4 separate regions of the Mus musculus genome follow, and regions 2, 3 and 4 are each linked to region 1. The links are chromatin contacts, called in public HiChIP or PLAC-seq and promoter capture Hi-C maps. All regions are on one chromosome and are shown on one strand. The core of a region is the stretch at or near the end of the contact, and the rest is flanking DNA. Distances in the headings are between cores, read along the strand shown.

The links. Promoter capture Hi-C pulls out the DNA fragments that hold promoters and counts their contacts. HiChIP or PLAC-seq counts read pairs in DNA pulled down with a chosen protein or histone mark.
Region 2: a contact with region 1 is called in a promoter capture Hi-C map of embryonic stem cells, with 4 times the contacts expected there. The contact joins the promoter of Abcg2 here to the promoter of Pyurf in region 1. A contact is called at or near these places in 7 of 39 promoter capture datasets (the 3T3-L1 cell line, embryonic stem cells, hippocampal neurons and 2 more), 4 of 484 Hi-C or Micro-C datasets (the G1E-ER4 cell line, LSK cells and embryonic stem cells), 4 of 115 datasets of contacts at active chromatin or transcription factors (cardiomyocytes, embryonic stem cells and extraembryonic endoderm stem cells) and 1 of 9 other capture datasets (embryonic stem cells).
Region 3: an H3K27ac HiChIP or PLAC-seq map of embryonic stem cells shows a contact between it and region 1, with 7 times the contacts expected there. The contact joins the enhancer-like site here to the promoter of Pyurf in region 1. A contact is called at or near these places in 13 of 39 promoter capture datasets (the 3T3-L1 cell line, 3T3-L1-derived adipocytes, the C10 cell line and 10 more), 2 of 484 Hi-C or Micro-C datasets (CD4 T cells and liver), 3 of 115 datasets of contacts at active chromatin or transcription factors (embryonic stem cells, extraembryonic endoderm stem cells and pancreatic cancer cells) and 1 of 9 other capture datasets (macrophages).
Region 4: a contact with region 1 is called in an H3K27ac HiChIP or PLAC-seq map of trophoblast stem cells, with 4 times the contacts expected there. The contact joins the enhancer-like site here to the promoter of Pyurf in region 1. A contact is called at or near these places in 9 of 39 promoter capture datasets (the 3T3-L1 cell line, cranial neural crest, embryonic stem cells and 3 more), 5 of 115 datasets of contacts at active chromatin or transcription factors (cardiomyocytes, embryonic stem cells, forebrain and 2 more) and 1 of 9 other capture datasets (adipose tissue).

The regions. Positions count from the first base shown.
Region 1 is chr6:57,690,756-57,693,408 of GRCm38.p6, reverse strand. It overlaps Pyurf (Pigy upstream reading frame), which reads left to right and starts at 1,331. Exons shown (of 2, transcript NM_025574.3): 1 at 1,331-1,600. The coding sequence starts at 1,404.
Region 2 is chr6:58,639,195-58,641,847 of GRCm38.p6, reverse strand. It overlaps Abcg2 (ATP binding cassette subfamily G member 2 (Junior blood group)), which reads right to left and starts at 1,302. Exons shown (of 16, transcript NM_001381927.1): 1 at 1,221-1,302.
Region 3 is chr6:56,778,502-56,781,154 of GRCm38.p6, reverse strand. Kbtbd2 (kelch repeat and BTB (POZ) domain containing 2) reads left to right here. Exons shown (of 4, transcript NM_001362210.1): 4 at 742-2,653. The coding sequence ends at 2,277. Among named protein-coding and RNA genes, the nearest start is that of Gm10209, 15 kb to the left of the region's middle. Within about 2 kb of position 1,309, at least 5 of the 459 cell types and tissues checked have an H3K27ac peak or open chromatin away from gene starts, as enhancers often do. A contact at or near this core is called in embryonic stem cells, where this site is marked.
Region 4 is chr6:56,868,878-56,871,530 of GRCm38.p6, reverse strand. It overlaps Fkbp9 (FK506 binding protein 9), which reads right to left. Exons shown (of 10, transcript NM_012056.2): 7 at 2,625-2,653. Among named protein-coding and RNA genes, the nearest start is that of Fkbp9, 38 kb to the right of the region's middle. Within about 2 kb of position 1,325, at least 13 of the 459 cell types and tissues checked have an H3K27ac peak or open chromatin away from gene starts, as enhancers often do. A contact at or near this core is called in trophoblast stem cells, where this site is marked.

The sequences.
Region 1 (2,653 bases), core at 82-2,581:
TTTAATTGACAAGTTAGGAAACACAGGGACCTGGAAGATCCATTTCCGCTTCACCCAGTAAGAAACTAGTCCAACTGGCTCTCAGCCTACACCCAGCTCACAGCTGTAGAGACATTAGCTCTAAATTGTTTTATTGTTTTAAAAAGATGTTTTACAACTTAGGACAGTGCAGGGTAGGCAAGCCTTCTGCTGAGTCCCACTCATGGCCTTAATGTTAGCATTCTTGCCATTTCCTTCCACGCTCCCTCATCATCTGGGTGACCTCCAGAGACCAGTGTTTTTGCAAGGATATCAGAGAGCTTTGCATACATCTTGGGACAGGAGGAGCCTGGGCTGGAGAAAGCAGGTATGCAGAGGAGACATCTGTAAGGTCAGAGTTATCTTTTGCCAGAAGTTCAGCTAAGTGACTTCCTGCCTTTCTTGTTCCTGCCCTTTTGTCCCTTCCCTCATAGGTCACATATAGTGGCAAAGCTTTGAGGCAGAACATGTGTACTTTTCAAGAGCTCAAAGGACGAACATTGACAAGATTTCAGTAGCCATATGGGTTCCCAGCAGACAGCTAAAGCCCCTCAGAAGTGCCAGCACTCCAGAGGCCTTTCCTACACATTAACTCAATCTCAGCTGCCTCTGTTTGACTTTCAGACATTCCCGCCTGCGACTCAAAGCAAACTTTGTTAATGCTGTGACCCTTTAATACAGGATGCTGTAATGACTCCCAACCATAATATTATCTTCATTGCTACTTCATAACTGTAATTTTGATATTTATGAATTGTAAATATGTAAACGTCTGTGTTTTCCTGTGGTCTTCAGTGACCCCTGTGAAAGGATCCTCCTGCCCCCCAAAGGGGTCCAAGCATGCATTAGATGTGCTTTACCATAGTATTCACAACTAACAACCCTCAAGTTGTAAAAGCCTTCACAGCTTACGGAAAAGGAGAAAAAAGCCATTTTCTTCAGGCTCTTAAATTTTTGCTTGTGATACTTACTGTATGATTAATATTAAACCTGCTGTTGCCTCTAACACAATATGCTTGTGTTGAAGAGTCCTTGAAGATAAAACTAAGTTGAAGCCGAGCTCCGTGTGACTGGAGTCCGGTCCCTGACTAATTGGCACCTTTGTGATTAGCCCTACTGAAAAGTTGGACACCTGAATGAGTACTGCTTTAGTTTACAGTTTTGTAAAAGCGGTGGTGCAGCCACTGACCCGGGGAATGTCGGTCTGCCCTGGGAACCACACCACCGACTCAAGCTGTGCTGGCGAAGCAATCAGCAGCGCACCGGGGGCGGGGCCGGGGGCGGGACCGGGCGCCGGGGGCGGGGCCGGGCCAGGGTGACCTCCGCGGCTCTGGTGTGAGAGCAGTGAAGTTCCGAGCGCTGCTTCGTCCATCTTCTGAGCCGCCATGCTGAGCGCCACGTGCCGCAGGCTCGCCCCGGCGCTGCGGAGGCTCCGCGCACTGTCTGCAGTCGCCGGGAGGTTTCTGCAAGTGCCCGGGGCCAGGCTCTGCTCTGACCAGAGCGAGAGGGCTGAGCAGCCCCACACCTTCCACCCGGCGCTGCTGCAGTTCCTGGTGTGTCCGCTCTCCAAGAAGCCGCTTAGGTGAGACTCATCTGCCGCCTTGGCCCGAGGAAGGGTGGTGGCCTGTGGGCCCGCCAGCGGATCAGAAGCTTACTCCCTGGATGCCATCCGCCCGGCCGACCCCTATGCTAGGGTCAGCCCCGCCCAGGACCCGCGTGAGCTTTTCTCTGGCTCGCCATTGGCTGCTCTTTACAATCTCTCCTGGAGGCTTTAAAGAAAGACTTGGTTTCTGAGACTGGCTAGGCTCCAGAACCTTTTGAAACACAGTATCAGGGCCAGCGTCCCGACCGACCTATCTACCTACCTACCTTCCTTCCTCTCTCTCTCTCTCTCTCTCTCTACCTTTTGAAACACAGTATCAGGGCCAGCGTCCGGACCGACCTATCTACCTACCTTCCTTCCTCTCTCTCTCTCTCTCTCTCTCTCTCTCTCTCTCTCTCTCTCTCTCTCTCTCTCTCTCTTTCTCTCTCTCTCTTTCTTTTCTTCCTTTGGCTCGTTTCTTCATTCTTTCCTTTCTCCCCCCCCCCTTTTTTTTTGTCGCACGTGCACTTGCCTGAGTGTGTGTGTGTGTGTGTGTGTGTGTGGAGAGAGAGACAGAGACAGGGAGAGAGACATTCAGACATGATCAAAACTCAGGGCAAATACTATTGACATACTGATCTTTCCAGCCTCTCCATTCTTTGATGGGGGAAGGGGAGACAAGTTTCTCTATTTGGTTTGGTCTTTCCTGGAACTCTTTTTATAGCCCAGGCTAGCCTCAAAGTTGTGATACTTTTCCTGCATCAGTCTCCTGAGAGCAGGAGATTACAGGAGTTAACTACCACTTCTGGCTTCAATCTTTTTTTGTTTTGTTTTTGTTGTTGTTGTTTGCTTTTTTTTTTTTTTTTTGATTTTTTTGTTGTTGTTTTGTTTTGTTTTTCGAGACAGTGATTCTCTGTGTAGCCCTGCTGTCCTGGAACTCACTTTGTAGACCAGGCTGGCCTCGAACTCAGAAATCCGCCTGCCTCTGCCTCCCAAGTGCTGGGCTTAAAGGCGTGTGCCACCATGACCGGCTTGGCTTCAATCTTTTTAAAA
Region 2 (2,653 bases), core at 53-2,552, 950 kb before region 1:
TTAGGGTCATAGGCCCTCTGGGAGTCTCACTCTTTCTTTGAAGGATGACTACCTGGAATGCCATCAGAGGGAAGTCACAAAACGTACTCTTTATCCTGCAGGATAACTTGAAGGATTTAGGACATGTTACTTTAATTTCTAGCCATTTCCCCCAGGCTCAATACAAATCAGACATCAACCCAGCTTCCACAGTGTCTCTGATCTCACCAAGACTGCATTCACCCTTCCTGAGAAAATGCACATACCACTGAGATTAATCATCACTGGGGCAGGAGAAATAATCTTGGTCAACCCCTATCCACTCATATCTATTTTAAATAACTGTTATACTACCACCTTTGAATGAATCCCTAAACACTTCAGTTTTCTTTATAAGTAAATGAATTATGAGCTCAAACTCCCTCAGGGACTTCCCAGCGAATGGGAAACGGCTGTAAGGCAAAGGAAAAAAGTAACGATAAAAGTTAAGACTCGACTCTCCACAGAAACCTTTTCAGTATTATTTTGGTAACTACTGTAATAAGCAGGTCAAATTTTAAAGTTAATTATTAAAACTCAATAGCTTGGTATGACAGTGCCCTGGAATAGTCCCAGTGCTGGAATGGCTGAGACATCAGAATTGTTTGAGCTCGAGGTCTTAGGCAGTCTGGGAGTCATAGAAAGACTCCTTCAGTCGAAAATTAATAAATAAACGAATAGATAAATAAATAAATGAAAGTAGAAAAACGGAAAAGAGTAATCAGAATGCATTTCATCCACGCGTGCAACTGACAAAGAACAAAATGTAAGGTCAAAGGCAAAACATAACGATAAAAATAAGATTCAACTCTCCACAGAAAGGTTAGAAAGGGAACCCAGAAAGTAACAATACACCTAAAATTGAGAAACTTTAGGCCCGGGGTTGGGGTAGGTGCTCTTCAGTCCCCTTGAAAACTTCTCCACTGTGGGGCTGACTGTCGTTCAGGCAGTTTAATCTATCCATTCAAGAAGTCTTATCCTTTCCAAACAGTTGGAGCAAACAGGTTTGGACTTTATCCTCCTGCTATCACCGCACCGCACAAGCTTCTGGAGAAATGACTGAACTGTCAGTCCTTGTTTCCTCCTCACTTTCACAACCCACACCACGCGGTCCCCCTCGCCCCCACGCCGAGCCCCACAGGGCCGCCACTCGCCCCCGCGGCGCCTAGCACACTCCCGGAGCTTCCCCGCACTCCGCTCACCTCGCGGTCCCTGGCGGAGCAGCAGCCGCGCCAGAACTCGCACACACTCAGACCTGCACACGCTCGCCCGCCAGGAGCGTCTGCCCGCCCCGCACAGGCGCCCGACCGCCGTGACGTCAGCTCGCGCCGCCCCGCAGCTCGCCGGCAGGAGAAGCCGGTCCCAGGAGCAGCTGGACACATGTGGGCGGGGGGCTTCCTGTGCTGCACAGGCTCCTGGACGGAGGGCGGAGAGCGGAGAGCAGAGAGCCCCGGGTCATGGCGGAGGCAAGGCGCTGACCTGCGATAAGAAGCCTCGGAAAGAAAATATACTCAGAGTACCTTCACCCTGTGAACCTGGAGGACCCACAAGATACCCAAGATGCAATTTAGGCAAATTACTATTATAACTGTGGCAGGCTGGGCTTTGTGTGGACTCTCCCGGGATTTACGGAGATGGGGTGGATGGCCTTTTGATGAGAGGAAGAGAGCTGCTCCTAAAATGATCTGATTCCCTACTTGTTTGGGAACTTTACCAGGCAGCTGCCCAAAATGGAAGGGTCCTATGCTAGAAGTTGGGGACTTCACTTAGGTGGCTGTACAGAATGCCATAGGGAAAAAAGACACTGGAAGACACCAAATTCATCTCATGAGGGTAAAACCTCCTAAATCCAGGTAATCCCGAGAAACACAGCTATGGCTACAGTCTTAGGGTTTCTATTGCTTTGATGAAACACCATGACCAAAAGCAACTTGGGGAGAAAAGGGTTTGTTCTGCTTACACTTACACACCATGGTCAATCATCACATCTCTCCACCTCCCCCTTCAATTATTTTAAATTTTTAATCGAGAAAAATAAATGCATGATCAACTTCTACTCGGGTCATGTTACAAGAAAAAAGTACTGATCATGAGTTTCTCTCCTTAGGAAATCAACAGCTACAATGACTGGCTACATTTTTTTGTCACTGGGATAAAGGTCCCTTTTTCATGTCTTGGTCTTGTTAATAAAAGATTCAATGATTGACACCATGGTCAATCATTGAAAGCAGTGAAGGCAAGAGCTCAAACAGGGCAAGAATCTGGAGGCAGGATCTGACGCAGAGGCCATGGTGGAGTGCTGCTTACTGGCTGTATCATGGCTTGCAAAGTTTATTAGTTTGTTTTATAGAACCTAGGACCACCAGCCCAGGAAAGTCTCCCACCTGCAATGGGCTGGGCCCACCCCATTCATCACTAATGAAGAAAATGCCTTAAGGGCTTGCCTATAGCCAGATATTAAGGACACCTTTTTTCCAATTGAAAGCCCCTCTTCTCAGATGACTCTAGCTTGTGGCAAGTTTAATAACAAGATAGTCCAGGCACTTGACCCTTTGTGAGCCAGACACATCAACACAACACTATTTAACAATAACTTTTCTTTTTTTAACATTCCCAAGATCTTAATAAACATGAC
Region 3 (2,653 bases), core at 60-2,559, 910 kb after region 1:
GTATGATTATCTTTTCTAGTCTGTATTTCTCAGATTTCCCTTTCTGATTTTAATGGGAATGTGGGTATTTTCCCATCTTTTTCCTGTTTCGGAATAATACTTAGTACTTTGGAAACTTGTTTCAGCTGGGCATGGTAGCACCAGGCCGTAATCTCAGCAGTTGAGAGGTGGAAGTGAGCCGGGCATAGTGGCGCATGCCTTTGATCCCAGCACTTGGGAAGCAGAGGCAGGCGGATTTCTGAGTTCAAGGACAGCCAGGGCTACACAGAGAAACCCTGTTTCGAAAAGAGAAGAGAAAAGGAGGGAGGGTGGGAGGTGGAAGTGAGTGAAGGATTGGAGTTTAAGGTCAGCCTCAGCTACTGTAACGAGAACCTGTATACAAAAACAATCAGGAACCAGCCGTAGAAAGGCAGTTAAAAAATTTAAACAGCTCCTTAAATCTGAGATTACCAGTGTGTGCCACTCATCCAGCCTAAATAGAACAGGTAAAATAGGCCATTGGGCAAGAGTAAGAAATAGAAAACTGTATAGCCTAGAAGTCTAATTTTGTTATTGCAAGAACTTGTCTCTTACCCCAAACGTATAAAACTTGACAGTACAGGAGCATCTGCTATGGGAAACCTGTGGTATCGTAGATAAAAGTAAACTGGAGGCTGGGAGTATGGATCGCAGTGCAGGGTCCTGAGTTCAAAATCTCAGCATCTTTTTACCTTTTTTTTTCTACGTGTCATCTTTTTTTAGGTAGAAGATGTGTTACAGCGTTGCCGAGAATATTTAATTAAAAAAATTAATGCAGAGAACTGTGTGCGGCTGCTGAGTTTTGCTGACCTCTTCAGTTGTGAAGAATTAAAGCAGAGTGCAAAGAGGATGGTGGAGCACAAGTTCACGGCTGTGTACCGCCAGGAAGCCTTCATGCAGCTGTCCCACGACCTCCTCATAGACATCCTCAGCAGCGACAACTTAAATGTAGAAAAGGAGGAAACCGTGCGAGAGGCTGCCATGCTCTGGCTAGAGTACAACACAGAGTCACGATCCCAGTATTTGTCTTCAGTTCTTAGCCAGATCAGAATTGATGCTCTTTCAGAAGTCACACAAAGAGCTTGGTTTCAAGGTCTCCCACCCAACGATAAGTCTGTTGTGGTTCAGGGTCTTTATAAGTCTATGCCCAAGTTCTTCAAACCCAGACTTGGGATGACTAAGGAGGAAATGATGATTTTCATTGAAGCATCCTCAGAAAACCCTTGTAGTCTTTACTCTTCTGTCTGTTATAGCCCCCAGGCAGAAAAAGTTTACAAGTTATGCAGCCCACCCGCTGATTTGCATAAGGTTGGGACAGTTGTAACTCCGGATAATGATATTTACATAGCAGGGGGCCAAGTGCCCTTGAAAAACACAAAAACAAATCACAGTAAAACAAGTAAACTGCAGACTGCCTTCCGAACTGTGAATTGCTTTTACTGGTTTGATGCACAACAAAATACCTGGTTTCCAAAGACACCAATGCTTTTTGTCCGTGTGAAGCCATCTTTGGTTTGCTGTGAAGGCTATATCTATGCAATCGGAGGAGATAGTGTTGGTGGAGAACTTAACCGGAGGACTGTAGAAAGATACGACACTGAGAAGGATGAGTGGACAATGGTGAGCCCTTTGCCTTGTGCATGGCAGTGGAGTGCAGCAGTTGTAGTTCACGACTGCATCTATGTGATGACATTAAACCTCATGTACTGTTACTTTCCAAGATCTGACTCATGGGTAGAAATGGCCATGAGGCAGACTAGCAGATCTTTTGCTTCAGCTGCAGCTTTTGGTGATAAAATTTTCTATATTGGAGGGTTGCATATTGCTACCAATTCTGGCATAAGACTCCCCTCTGGCACTGTAGATGGGTCTTCAGTAACTGTGGAAATTTATGATGTGAATAAAAATGAATGGAAGATGGCTGCCAACATCCCTGCTAAAAGGTATTCTGATCCCTGTGTTAGAGCTGTTGTGATCTCAAATTCTCTTTGTGTGTTTATGCGAGAAACCCACTTAAATGAACGAGCTAAGTATGTCACCTACCAGTATGATTTGGAACTTGACCGGTGGTCTCTGCGGCAGCATATATCTGAACGTGTACTGTGGGACCTAGGGAGAGATTTTCGGTGCACTGTGGGGAAACTTTATCCATCCTGTCTTGAAGAATCTCCATGGAAGCCACCAACTTACCTTTTTTCACCAGATGGAACAGAGGAGTTTGAACTGGATGGGGAAATGGTTGCACTTCCGCCTGTATAGGGGACTTGAGGGAGTGCCACGTGCTGAACTTGTGATATCCTTTGCTAAACCAGAGGATAAAAAAGGAGAGTATGAGTACATAAAAATCTATCTTTGATACATTTTATTTTTATGCCCTACTTAATATTTGCATCAGTATAATATATATCAGTGTGTCATACAGAAAGATATGCTTCTGTAATATGAAATAGGTTATTTGATAACTGAGAAACTTTAAATGTATCATGTGAGCATAAGAGTCTGGATTATCTAACATTGTTAGCCCTGTGTATGTACAGTCCAGAACTTCACTTTTTTTAGAAAATTTTTTTGTTTGTTTATCTTGTTTTTGGTTTTTTTGTTTTTTGTTTTTTTCCGAGACAGGGTTTCTTTGTAT
Region 4 (2,653 bases), core at 76-2,575, 820 kb after region 1:
CTTATGATCCATCCTAAGGCATTTTCTTAATTAGGGATTGACAGGAGTGGGCCCAGCCCATTGAGGGACAGATCATCCTGGGCAGGTGGTCCTGGGTTCTTTAAGAAAGCAGACTGAGCAAGTCATGGGAGACCAAGCCAATAAGCAGCACCCCTCCACCATGGCTGCTGGGACCATGAACATCCTTGCACCCATAGATCTCCAGGGAACCCAGGAATGTTAAGCACACAGATTGTCTTTCAAAGGTAAGGACATAACCTGTTTTTCCAGAAAGCTGGGACCTGGAAGTGATTAAACAGCCTGGTGACCTATGTTATCTGTTGGGCCAAGCCATATCAAACTCATACAACCATGACCAGAGGTGGCTAATGACCTTTATAGCCAGAGGTTCCCCCAAGCTCCCACAACCATGACCAGAGGTGGTTAATAGCCCAAATAACCTCTACATTATCTGTATGACTGAGAGCAGGCTACAGCCTACCCTAGGCCCTTAAGCTAGGCCAGGGAGCATACCTCTAAAACCCAACTTCTTGGAAGAAATGACAAGTTCCTGAGTTAAGTTTCAATGTAGTTACACCTCCTTGTGCAGCAGGGATTGTATGACACCAAGAAACTTTTCTCCAAATTATACTGTGTTTAAATTTGTTGTGAATAAACCCTCTGGTATTAGACTCCCTGAAGTCTTGATCCGGGTTGATGAAGTCATTCTGAACCAAGTTTTCATCGTCATCTCTTTGTGGTTTACTTCCCTGCCTGAATACCTGCAGAGTTGTCCTCAAATGGTCTCTGCATCAGATCCTGCCTCCAGGTTCCTGCCCTGTCTGAGTTCCCGTCTGGACTTCCTTCGATGATGAACAGTGATATGGAAGTGTAAGCCAAATAAACCCTTTCCTCCCCAACTTGCTTTGGTTATGGTGTTTCATCACAGCAATAGATAAGAGAAGCAGCTACCCAGTGCCTTGATGACAAGCAACCACACCAGTGAACTGGTTGTGTTGATTGTACCCAGGTAGGGTTTGAGGTGGCACCAAGAAGGTGGGTGCCTACCATCCTTCCCATAATTCCTTTATTTGGAATCTTACACACACACACAAAGACCAGCAAGGATGTGTGGCCACTGCTCTTGTCTGTGGATTTACAGGTAAAACAAATGACTCTCTTTATCATTTAGCATTTTTATCTTGAGGTTTATCTTAAAAAGAAGGTTCCCTGCATCCTGTGGCTCCTGCTCCTAAGAAGACGGTGACTCCACCAAACATATCAGAGGGCAGGACATCTGATCTCTGCCTCTCAGACATGTGTATCCTACACAGATAAGAAGGAATTTCTTTGTCTCCCAGCCCCACTTCCCCATTCTTGGTCTGAGCAGCAGAGCAGAGACAGGAGTGCTGACTGCTGGGCCATTTTCACATGTGTGAGCTCTCTCATCCTTCCCACTGCCTCTGAATACTTTCACACCCAGTGGCTGGGATCGCTCTGCAAGGTCTGTTGTAAACCTCTCTGTGAGTCAGGGCCCCTAAGGTTACAATCCTAAAATGTGCTATCTTTCCCTCCTCATTTTAACATCTCTGTGATTATGACTGACTGACAGGGCAAAACTTCTGTGGTTTTAGAGGTGCATAAATAGTACTTCTAATAATAAGAGGGTTTTGGATTTTGATGAAATAACACTGAATGTGCCACAGCTTGCAGAACCTCATAGTCCAAAGCCAGACTCAGAGCTAGAGGGCAAAGTGACCGGTAAAGGGGAGGCTCCAGGACAATCAGCTCTCCAACTCTGGACTCAGACACCTAAATCAGGCTCAGCATATCAGTGGATGTTCTTAGACAAAAATATAAAGTCTGAAAATGACTCTTTCCCAGAGAAGACTGATTCAATTTCCAGACACACTTGAGATTCAGAGTCACAGGAAGCAAACTTGTTTTTACATTATTTTTTATGATCTTCAGGTTTATTTCTATCAGCTAACATTTATTATATGATCCGTTAGTGCTACAGATACTCTGGGGAAGACTATGAAGAAGAAATAGGAAAAACTATGAATAAGAAATCAGGTATCTCTAAAGTATCCAGATCATAACGGACACAAAAGTAACTTAAGGCTGGGGGGTAAGGGTTAGGAGACTTTAGAAGCAGGAGGAGTTTCCTCCCAGGAATTCATGGATGTGTTTGAAAACAGGAAGGACATATAAGTGGGGACAAAAGCAAAGAGGCCAAGCAACCTGGGCAGGGTGGGACGCAGTGCTGAAACTGTCTAGGACAAAGAAAGCAGAGTCCTGTAGCAGACCTTGACACGGGTTCTTACTATGTGTCCACGTTTGCCTCTGGCTTTCTATCTCCTTCTGCAGCTTCCTAAGCACTGGAATTATGGGTGTTTGTCCCTGCATCTGACTCCAAGGGTCTAGTTATTAAATATAGATCTGACTGAGAAAGAGTGTTCTGCCAGGTAAGAAACAGTCTAGAGCAGGGAAGATCTGTGGCAGGAAACTCCATAATAATGCGCTGAGCAGAGAAAGCTTACACTACACAATACGGAAGGTTGGACCAAACAACTCCCACCCAGCATCACAGTGGGAAGTACTACCAAAGGTTCCCTCCACATCTGGTTCCCAGATACCCTTACGTGGAGTCCAGCAGAGTCCCATCCAGGAG